Regions from separate parts of the Mus musculus genome. Here all the other regions are linked to region 3. The links are chromatin contacts, called in public promoter capture Hi-C maps. All regions are on one chromosome and are shown on one strand. Each heading gives the region's core, a stretch centred on a gene start, on an enhancer-like site or on the middle of the called end of the contact. The rest is flanking DNA. Distances are from core to core; before and after follow the strand shown. Region 1 has its middle 81 kb from the start of Gm4719. Region 2 has its middle 48 kb from the start of 4933400B14Rik. Region 3 holds the start of Gtf2a1l (general transcription factor IIA, 1-like).

Region 1 (3,323 bases), core at 525-3,024, 790 kb after region 3:
ATCATCGCTGATGATGGTTGAGCAAGATACTGCTATAAGAGGACAGAAGAATGGCATTAGGAGTTATTTTATAGCTATGTTTCTTTAACAGAGCAGTAGTATTTAGTTTCCTCCCATCACTGGCCTCTCTAGTCTTAGGTACTTGGTCACATAGGTAGTACCACCTCATGGAATGACCCGTAATTCCAATCACGTAGAGGTTAGTTATTTCACAAATTTTGTTTCACTACTGTACCAGCATAACTTTCAGATGGGTCATGATTGAAGATCACACACTCTGTAGCTGGGTTAGTGTTTATCTTTCTCCCCTAGTATAGTGCAGAGGGAATTTCAATACCATGTAGAGTGAAGGCTCTAAGGAGGCCTCTGCTCTACTTTTCTGACTCTAGTGGACCTTACAGGTGTTGTCTTCAGCAATAGGTCCTTACCATCCATTTTTGAAGAGTAACCAATAACCTTGGAAATATCCTGGATTGTTTTGGAGTTTCTATGGGTCCTGCTTGACCAACATTCCCAGCTCTGGAGGTTTCATTTGGTGGTGAAAGAAGTTCAATTGGGGTTTGTCACTCCTATTATTTGGTGATTTTAATTTAGAAGTTTTCACATAAGTACTTCTATGCATTGAATTTTTATTGTATTAGGTTTTCATACTACCCCTCAAGTGGACCTTAATTTTAACTGTCCTTCCCTGTACATGGCCTTTGGTCTTTATATCAGTTTCTTTCTCCATGTATATATAACAAGTGTCAATGAAGTTAAGAAAACATATAAACTTAGGAAATTAGCATCTAGAGGTCATAAAATATCTTTATAAAGACATGTTCTTAATTCATTTTCCTAAAATTAAAATAGACCTAAGTTAATTTCTCAACAAAATCATCTTACAATAAAGGTATGTGCCGAAATTTTGTTGGGTTTTTCTTTCTTCCAATCTATTCTGTCACATATTGCTAATTGTTTGCAAACATTTACATACATTAAGTGGAATACCATTGCAGGGACCCAATGCTCTGTTTTATATTGTTATCTAAAGTATTAATGGGAGGAATGGTGTAGGGACCAGGAGACAAGGGGATCTGGAGACTTGTATTAATTATGAGGGTGTTGAGGAAGTAGAAAGAAGATTGCTGTTTGGAACTTGAAGGTTGATGTTTAAAAGAGCCATGGCTAAAAGTGTATGTCAATAACTCAATTTGGTATTTTTTTTTAACTCTTTAAAATTATTACTATGTAAGTGGTTTTCTTGGTTTATTAATCTTTTTCCCATGATTGTTTCCTCTGCATGAATTAATTCTGTAGATTTGCTACAAATCTGTCTGGTAGTAAACATTCATTTGTGCTCTATCCATCAAAAAAGTAAGAATTATTTTATTGCCCCCCAGTGTTTGCTCCCACAGCATTGCTGTTGCTTTCAGCAAGCATCCACGTTCCATGTGAGCTTACTGAGTTTGAGAGACAGATAATAGAAATGATGTGGAAGTGGATATGTGATTGAAGGTTCACAGGAGTCAGAGCTTCTGGACTATTTTAATAGAAAACTGCAGAAACGCCTTTTGTCTCGAGTATATGAATGGAGAAATTCACAGTGTTGTTCCAGGAGCTACACCGAAAGTGTGGGGCTGTTCTAAGATGTGAGTCCACAGAGAAGGCAGCTTTGTCAATGTGTGTGAAATCCACGCCCCCATTCTACTAATATGTATTCATCAGTGTCTGCATTAGGGATTAAAGTGTTTGCCCAGTAATAGGGTCTGATAAGTTAACGAAGAACAGATGTGAGTGGTGTTGTTAATATGGCTTCTCAAATAAGCTTTTGTTTCTGCTTCACACAATACAGTCAGCTGTAGCAGGGGTCTACTTCTGCAGTCTTATGGATGAAGAGTTGAAAACTTATGGATGAATCTAAAACTTAAGATTCTTTTCAATATTGAAGGTTGACTGAAATTGAAAAAAAAACAAAACAACAACAACAAAAAAAAAAGTCTATAGAAAGTGAAGTGAGTCAAGAGACCATAGGAGTCATGTGAAAGGGCTAACCAGCAGTGATAGTGACAGAGCAAAAATGCTTTCCCATGAAGCAAGAAGCGTTCCTTGTGGAGACAGCTAACCCTCTCCAGGAAGAGTTCCCAGTTATGAGAAAGACCAAGTTTCTAAAACTCCTAACCTCCCCTGTGCAAATTATGTCCTTCCCTCATTAGAACATTTTTTTGATCAAGAGACATGCTCTCTGACACTGAATCATGGGACCAGAATTGACTCACATAACTCAGAGGGATTAGAAGAACCTGATATACATGACTTGGACCCCAAATTTGGCTAGAAAATGAAGTGTAAAGTGACATTTAGCAAGATTAATTTTTGGTCTTGCTCTCTCTCTTTCATACACACACACACACACACACACACACACACACACACACACACACACACTCAAACACCCACAAATAGTTAAAGATCTTGATTGTACATTAAGGATTGAGCAGGAACTAGACCTGGGCCCCCTGCACATATGTGACAGATGAGCAGCTTGGTCCCCAACATCAGGGCTCTTCTTGAATCTGTTGCCTACTGGCTTATGACTCCTGTTCACCTAAATGGATTGTCTTGTTTGGCCTCAGTGGGAGAAGATGTGCCTAGTCTTGCAGCAATCTAATGTGCTGGGTGGGGGTAATACCTATAGGGGGCCTCCCCCATTCTCAGGGGAGAAGAGGATGGAAGAATAGTAGAGGCTCTTCATGGGGGTACTCAGAGGAAATGAAGAGCTGATATCGGGATGCCAATTGAATAAACAAAGTTTTTTGTTTTGTTTTGTTTTGTTTTGTGTGTGTATGTGTGCATGTGTGTGTGCATGTGTGTGTGTGTGTGTGTGTTTGTGTGTGTGTGTGTGTTTTATCTGAGTATCTACATTGATTTTAGCCAGCTTTTTCAGCAGGGAAAATTTTCAACACTCAGAGTGTGTTCCTTATTTCGGTGGTACAAGTTGAATCACAATGTAATAGCCTTTGTTTACTGTTGTGAAGGAGAGGAAAATGGAGTGAAATCAGCCATAGGTTTTTAATGCCTGCTTTTCCTATTTAGAAGATTGTTACTGATGGTGTGACAGAAAACACAGAGCTATATTAACAGGGTCACTCAGTCACAAAATTCCGTTAATGTGGAAAATGACAAACCAATACTGCGTGCTGACAAATAAGGTCTGTGCTCACCTTTTATTCTTTGTGTCGGTCTTTTCAAATACTCATGAAAGGCTGGGAACTAAGTGCACATTCTAGGGCAGGATCCTGGAAATCACATGTGATATATCATTAGAATGTACCAATTCCTCT
Region 2 (3,381 bases), core at 581-3,080, 600 kb after region 3:
TCTCCCTGAAAACAAGACAGTTTTAAAGCTCTGTCTTTTTAAGAAAGGAGGCCAGAAAAAAAGTAGCACTTTAAAACTTTTTAAAAAGAAAGCTGATGATAGATGCTCCAGTGTTATAGAGAATATTGGGGACTGTCCAGACAGTCAACTATCTGTCACTTTCATAATTTTTGGAAGTTGCTTCCCCTGCACTTCCTGAATACTCGGGTAATATTTATTTATTTCTTCTTGGGTCTCTGATGGGGTTGAAAACTAAATAGGCATAGTTTCACAACTAAACTTATAAAGTATCTAGGAAAATGTGTTAGGATCTAAGGAGATGTTTCTAGGATAGTAAATACAAGTTATGAAGGTTGAAGGGAATTTTAAATGGATGTTTTAAGGTTGGTAAGTGTAAGTTTTGAAAATTAGAGGATTTAAATGCTTAATATGGTAATGAAAAAAAGGGGTTTAGATACAGAATTCTAAACTCACCGAGATAGGATAGGAGAAGTAATACTTTGTTCAAATATTTACAAATACAAACATACTGGAATTTTTGAATGTACTGAAAGACCCACAACATGAGGACCCCAAAATCACCCACAAGAAACGGTCTTGCTGCAAATTGCAAGAGGATTTTTATTCAAGAGCACTCTCGGGCCCACGGTCATACACCACGCAGGGGTAGAGGACTGTGGCGCCCCGAGTAGCTGGGTCAGGGGGTATTTAAAGGAAGAAACAACAACTCAAGGAGGTGGGGAGGGCGTTGTTGGAAAATACCAAAAATACCAGTTAAGAGTCACAAGGAAGTGCAAAGTCACAAGAGTCTCGAGGAATACCTGGTAATTGTGAGGGTTATTTCTCAAGACAGTTTCTAAGAGCCCCTAACAATAGCACATTTGCATAGCGGGTTCCAGCAATGGTCAGGGTGGGTCAGGGTGACTTTGTTCGAATGAATACTCCTTGAACACAGGAAGTGGGTGGGTGGAGGGATGTCGCTATCTGTTTTATGATTAGCATACCTTGGAGCATTGAGTCACAAAGGCCACATTCCCAAACCTGGGCCTAAAGGCCTAGAATTTTGTTTTTATGTTTTACTTTTTCAGTACCTCTTATGTAATATTTTTCATAATTGATCCTACTGTATGCTGTTTATTATTATAAGAGAAAGAGCCTTTTTATTTAGACCAAAGGCGGGAAATGTATGGGGTTGGTGTGATGCTGCTTATATTCAAATGCTAAATTATGTACCTCAAGAGAGGAAGACATAGCTTTGCTTCCTAGGGCTTGGGGCCTGAAGAGAGAAAATGGAGGAAAGGTGGATACTGGTCATTCTTGACGATGTGTGGAGATGGAATGACATGCCCCCTGCCCCTGGAACAGAGCCAGAAGGGCATGATCATCCAAGAGTGTTGATGGTTGGACATAAGACTGGTTTATATTATACTGTACATTTCACTTTCTGCCTTCCTTTGAGGAATGGCTTCTTTAATTTAATTACTGGATGATAATCAGAGACACCCAAAGTCTGGGAGTCTAGGGCATGTCTGGGTCTCAGCAAGTTGGATGCTGTGATCTTAAGGTCGTGGGAAAGAACTCTAAAAGCCTGAGTTCAAATATATAACTTCTCAACTATGTACAATATAAAAATGTAACATGAATTGTATAAGGACCTTCAAAGTTCTAAAGGAATAGAGGCTGTACTGTGAATCAGTTTGTCAGAAATATAAGGAGACAGACAGATACAAAGGCAGATTCCTGAGTTCAAGGTCAGCCTGGGACAGAGGGACTTTAGGTCCAGGACCAGGAATGGTAGAAATGTTAATTTTAGGGTGGGGTCCCACTCAGCTATCTTATTGTCTGTGCTTATTCTTGCTTCTCTTTCTAAGAATCAAGGGGCTAGGGTCCTGGGTTCCTGATTTGTGGGGTAATCAAAAAAGGAACCTGGGGGGGGGTAATGATGGAATTGTTATGTAAATAAAAAATGGGCCTTTGATTTGCAAGAGATGAGCTATCCAGAGGGTTTTAAGAATTGTTAAAAAGCTGTCTCAAGCAGAGCTTTGTCTGGAGAATATCAGAGGAAGCAGAACATAGAGAGAGCAATCAGGAAAGCTGTCTCTAGCAGAACCCACAATTTGACTTCAAGTTGTTCATTTCACCACTCTCAAACACCCTTCTCCATAACCCTTCTCCAAGATGAGGCTGGTCCTTAGCAGGAAGATGCCATGGGGTAGGTGGATCCAGTGATATCTTGGAGTTATGGGCAGGGAAGAACATAGAGGGTTGATATCTGTGCAGCTCTAATGCTTTAAGGTTCATTATTAACATAAAGGTTTTGTGTCCTTTATTTGGGAACTTTATGATCTAAAGTGGAGTAGAAACCCAAGTGATAGTCAAAATGCTGATTTTTCTCTTTTGAGGTATTTCATCAAGTGCTCCGAAGAAAGACATAAGTGTAATTCTGGTAAAACAGAGAGGTGGTATGTAAGTGGATGAAAGGCATTTTCAGAGTAATACAGAGGAAATTAATTGTTTTTAGAGAATTTTATGTTTTTAATTATAGAAGGTATTCTGTGAGTTGGGTATGTGGTGTTTATATTTTTAAACTTGGTGTCAGTATTTAGCAACTGGTAGGAATATATTACTTTTAAAACAGAGTCATCCATGCTTCTGTAAATAATCACAATAAACTCATTGGTTCATCAGATATACTCTCTGGATTGATTTCTTTATTCTTCCATAAGTGCCAGTCTGAAGAAACATTTGCTCACAACTCCCAAGAAAAAATTATACAACAGTCTACCTCTTTATTGCAGAAACTGCAGGTATGTGCCACCGTACTATAGCAAGACCAGTCAGATCTTGTGAATAATGCTGGCTTAACAAGATGTATTTAAATCTCAAAAGGCAATAGCTCTTCTCACTCTAAAAGAATGTTTCTCTACAGGTTCGTATTCATCTTAGCTTATAGAACCTATTCCTTGTATATTTAGCTCATCTGGCATTCAGGAGCTCTTGCTCACCACACTCACCAGCTTTGGAAGTGTAAGAATCTGTCGACCCTTAGTTTATTAGGGAACCCCTGAGCGAACCACTCAGAGCCCGAATTGATGCAAAAAGCAAGAGGAATTTATTGTTCCAGTGCACTGGGGTCATCTTAGACCCAAAGGAGAAGTGGTGACCCCCAGCCGCCCGTTAGACGAGTTTTTATATGGTTCCCAGGGGCAGAATAACCTAGCAACTAGGCACAATATAATTGGTGGAACAGGGTGCCCTTAAAATTGATTGGTCTTTAAGGAGTGAGGTAGTAGGGGCTTACTCAGCCTCTCCCTTCTGGCCTATGTGCTCTCTGACCTGTCTCTTCGAGGAGAGGGGTCCAGTAGAATTTTGGAAAATTCA
Region 3 (3,456 bases), core at 308-2,807:
ACCCTGCAAAGAGAAAGATGGAAAACAAGAACCTTTTCAGCTTTCTTATTTCCCGGCTTGAATAATTTAATTGGATTTTATAATATCAGAAGGAATCAATGCTTGCTTTTAGCTTTTCTATTTTGGGTGATGGTAAGTCACTTTGAATATTTGAGGTAGTAAGTTGTCACGTAGAGAGATATAACCATTAAAAATCACCACACATAATGGCTTTTTGTAAAGAAATTCCCAGTAGTTTTTAATTTAGGAAAAGTCTTCAAAATGACACCAAATGAATCAGCAGCTAGAAGCTTACACCTGGTCCAGGCAAGCAATTCAAAGTGGGCAATCACACACAGCTCTATTGCACTTACACACACAAATAAGCAAGCAGTCAACTCTAAACCCTAATGGGATTTTAAATCATCACATAACCATCTGTTAGGTCGAGATCTATCTTCAGATTAGAAAGGCTGCTTGAAGGCAGAGTGGTGGAAGTAGATGACTTTCCCCTTTGAACTAGTGGGGACGTGTGAGCTTAAATCTATCTTCAGCTTTAGCTAGTTAAGTTCCTTCAAGCCCAAGAGAGCAGAGACAGGAAGAGGAAGGGAGGGAGAGAGAGAGACCGACAGAGAGAGAGAGAGAGAGAGAGAGAGAGAGAGAGAGAGAGAGAGAGAGAGAGAGAGAGAGAGAGAGGAGAGAGAGAGAGAGAGATTGATTATAGGGCAAAGATGGCAACTTCTGCCTGAGGACTGGGGAGCCCACTTGGTTTAAAAGGTAGTTCTCTGTCTTCAGGCTGCAGTTTTAATCATATGCTCTGGGGAGAGACTTAGGCACCAAACCTTTAAAAGGAAAGAACCCTTCAGGTAAATTTAATGTGGCCCCACTCTTGAATGTGTTTTAGGGCAGTGAATCTCATTTTAATGCCCATCAGAACTATCTGGAGACCATTTGAAGTCGCCGTATGCTGTGCCCCCAGTTGTCAGTCCCTGATTTGGTAGAGATGTTTACGTTTATGAACCCTTACTTGTTTGTATTAATCTCTTTTACACGCATTGATGCATGGATTGTCTGTGTGCCCACTCGCACAGCTGTTCCTACGGAGAACAGAGGACAGCTTCTAGAGCCCCCACTCTCTTCTAGCACACGGGTCAGACTTGGCAGCGAGCGTCTTTGTGGCTTTCATCTGTATTTTTAACACTTTTCCAGGTGAAGTTGCTTTTGCTTTTGCTCACACTTCAACCACTAGTTACAGAAGAATTTGGCTCTTGTCACACTTTTTATACGGCAGCATAGAGCGCAGTTGTGAGTGATATTTAGTGAGGCATGGTAAAAACAGGAATAACATCTTCTGCCCTCTTTCTTCTTCCCTTCATCCTTCAAAGATGAGGTTGCCCCATCGACCTGACACTGCACAACCTCCCTTAGCTAAAGTTGGTTGTACGCCTTACCACACCCGTGCCACGCCCAAACTTTATTTCTCCAACCCCTAACCTTTCTTGCCCGGTCCTACTCAGCTCCGCCCCCAGCGGCCTCGCGGTTGCGCAGCAACGAGGACCCACGGTTCAAAAGCGAGCCTGGCGGCTCTCTGCCACGCAGGCGCAAACGGTTAGGCACAGAGCGGCTGGCATGGCCTTCATCAACCTGGTGGTAAGGAGGCGGGCAGGCTTTGCCGACACCCTCCAGACTTTGATAGGCACCCCCTTTTCACCATGGGGTACAGGAAATAGAAGACAGCCACGTGGGGCTCTGATTCCATTTGAAAAAGTGTGCGTTCCACTCCAACTGAGGTCACCCAGGTTTCAGGGCACCTAGACATCGTGTAGAGGCAGGGTTCCCTCAATCAGGATGATTTCCTCTGTGTTTAAGAAATTCCTAGGTTCTCTCTCTCTCTCTCTCTCTCTCTCTCTCTCTCTCTCTCTCTCTCCTCCCTCCCTCCCTCCCCCTTTTCCCTGCTCCCTCCTCTTTTTTTTTTTTTTTTTTTTTTTTTTGACAAGGTCATGTAAAGGAACCCTAGGCTGGCTTCAGACTCCGGATCCTCAGTCTTTAAAGAGCAGCCTCCAGCTCTAATCCTAGTTATTGGAACATAGGTGGCTCATGCTGTTCGAGACAGGGTTTCTCTGTGTAGCCCTGGCTGTCCTGGAACTCACTTTGTAGACCAGGCTGGCCTCGAACTCAGAAATTCGCCTGCCTCTGCCTCCCAAGTGCTGGGATTAAAGACGTGCGCGCCACCACCGCGATTACTTCCTAACCCGGAATGAGAGGTGATGTGATTTGGATTGTCGCCTCATGATCTTGCCTTTCCTTGCCCTTTAACATCTTAATGCTTAAATAGGAAATGCTCTAACGCTGCCCTAAGGACAGCTAAACCCCACAGTGAGAATTCACAGGCAAAACGGCACTTGTTAGATCCATCAAATTAAAAATCCCAAGTTGAAGGCAAAAACCACTATCAACAGATGCCCATTTCCAGAAGGACAATGGGCAGCCAAGATAGGTTTGTGTCTGTAAAAGTCTGTGTATACAGCATAAAAGGTTCCGTTTTTAGAGACATGCTCATGTATGTTCATTTTATGTTTTAAGAACTGTAAAGTATGGATGCCTGGATATAAGCTTTCCACGAATACCAGTTTGCCTGATTGTTATTGCCAATGAGATTTTCTTCTTCTTCTTTTTTTTTTTTTTGGAGATACCGGTAAGGTGGAGGTCCAGACTATATATAGTTTTAATAAAGATAACATAGAGAAAGCAATATAAAGTTTAACGGCGGTCCTACAAGAGAGACATGTTCAATACTTACTACGCTTTTGAAAAATTGTATTTTATTGGCTTCTTTTGGACTGCTGCTGTTAGACTCCAAGGGCAGGTCTTAAAAGATGTTTTTATCCCTAGGGGTTTTCCCTGCAGCTCTTAAGTGTGATCTTATAGCTGGGATTAAAACAGAAGCCTCAGTTTAGAAGCCTTTCTCAGGGTAGACGGAGAAGCAGCAGCTCATCTGGGGGCACTTAGTCTTAATGGGTAAGCCTGTGAACAACATTTAAATGTTACTGATTGGCCTATTCATAGACTTACCCTGGGTCTTTAGAAGGATTAGTTTAAATTGTGCTGCTCCTGGAGTGAGAGTATTTTTTGTGGGAAGCATGAAAAGAGCAGCCCGAGAAAGCCTCAGTTTTCATTTGGTCTGAATTAAGCAATTGTGAAAGCAACTGGAGTCCTGTGTTACTGAATGATATCTGTGGTCTTTGTCTGAATCTGTCTGTGTCTCTGTCTCTCTCCCTCTTCCCCCAAGCCCCCCCCCAGCTCACACACACACACACACACACACACACACACACACACACATACATACACACATACAGACACACACATACATACACACACACACATACACACACACATACACACACATACACACACACACACACACACACACACACACACACACACACACACACACACCAGAAAGGCTGAGTATAT

What was found. Promoter capture Hi-C pulls out the DNA fragments that hold promoters and counts their contacts.
Region 1: a promoter capture Hi-C map of second pharyngeal arch cranial neural crest shows a contact between it and region 3, with 3 times the contacts expected there. The contact joins the enhancer-like site here to the promoter of Gtf2a1l in region 3. A contact is called at or near these places in 9 of 39 promoter capture datasets (the 3T3-L1 cell line, 3T3-L1-derived adipocytes, embryonic stem cells and 5 more).
Region 2: a contact with region 3 is called in a promoter capture Hi-C map of embryonic stem cells, with 3 times the contacts expected there. The contact joins the enhancer-like site here to the promoter of Gtf2a1l in region 3. A contact is called at or near these places in 8 of 39 promoter capture datasets (the 3T3-L1 cell line, 3T3-L1-derived adipocytes, the HPC-7 cell line and 4 more), 2 of 484 Hi-C or Micro-C datasets (adipose-derived mesenchymal stem cells and cerebral cortex) and 1 of 9 other capture datasets (embryonic stem cells).

Annotation. Positions count from the first base shown.
Region 1 is chr17:89,458,962-89,462,284 of GRCm38.p6, forward strand. No RefSeq gene overlaps it. Among named protein-coding and RNA genes, the nearest start is that of Gm4719, 81 kb to the left of the region's middle. Within about 2 kb of position 1,775, at least 2 of the 459 cell types and tissues checked have an H3K27ac peak or open chromatin away from gene starts, as enhancers often do. A contact at or near this core is called in second pharyngeal arch cranial neural crest, where this site is marked.
Region 2 is chr17:89,270,496-89,273,876 of GRCm38.p6, forward strand. No RefSeq gene overlaps it. Among named protein-coding and RNA genes, the nearest start is that of 4933400B14Rik, 48 kb to the right of the region's middle. Within about 2 kb of position 1,831, at least 2 of the 459 cell types and tissues checked have an H3K27ac peak or open chromatin away from gene starts, as enhancers often do. A contact at or near this core is called in embryonic stem cells, where this site is marked.
Region 3 is chr17:88,667,103-88,670,558 of GRCm38.p6, forward strand. Gtf2a1l (general transcription factor IIA, 1-like) reads left to right here and starts at 1,558. Exons shown (of 9, transcript NM_023630.2): 1 at 1,558-1,629. The coding sequence starts at 1,609.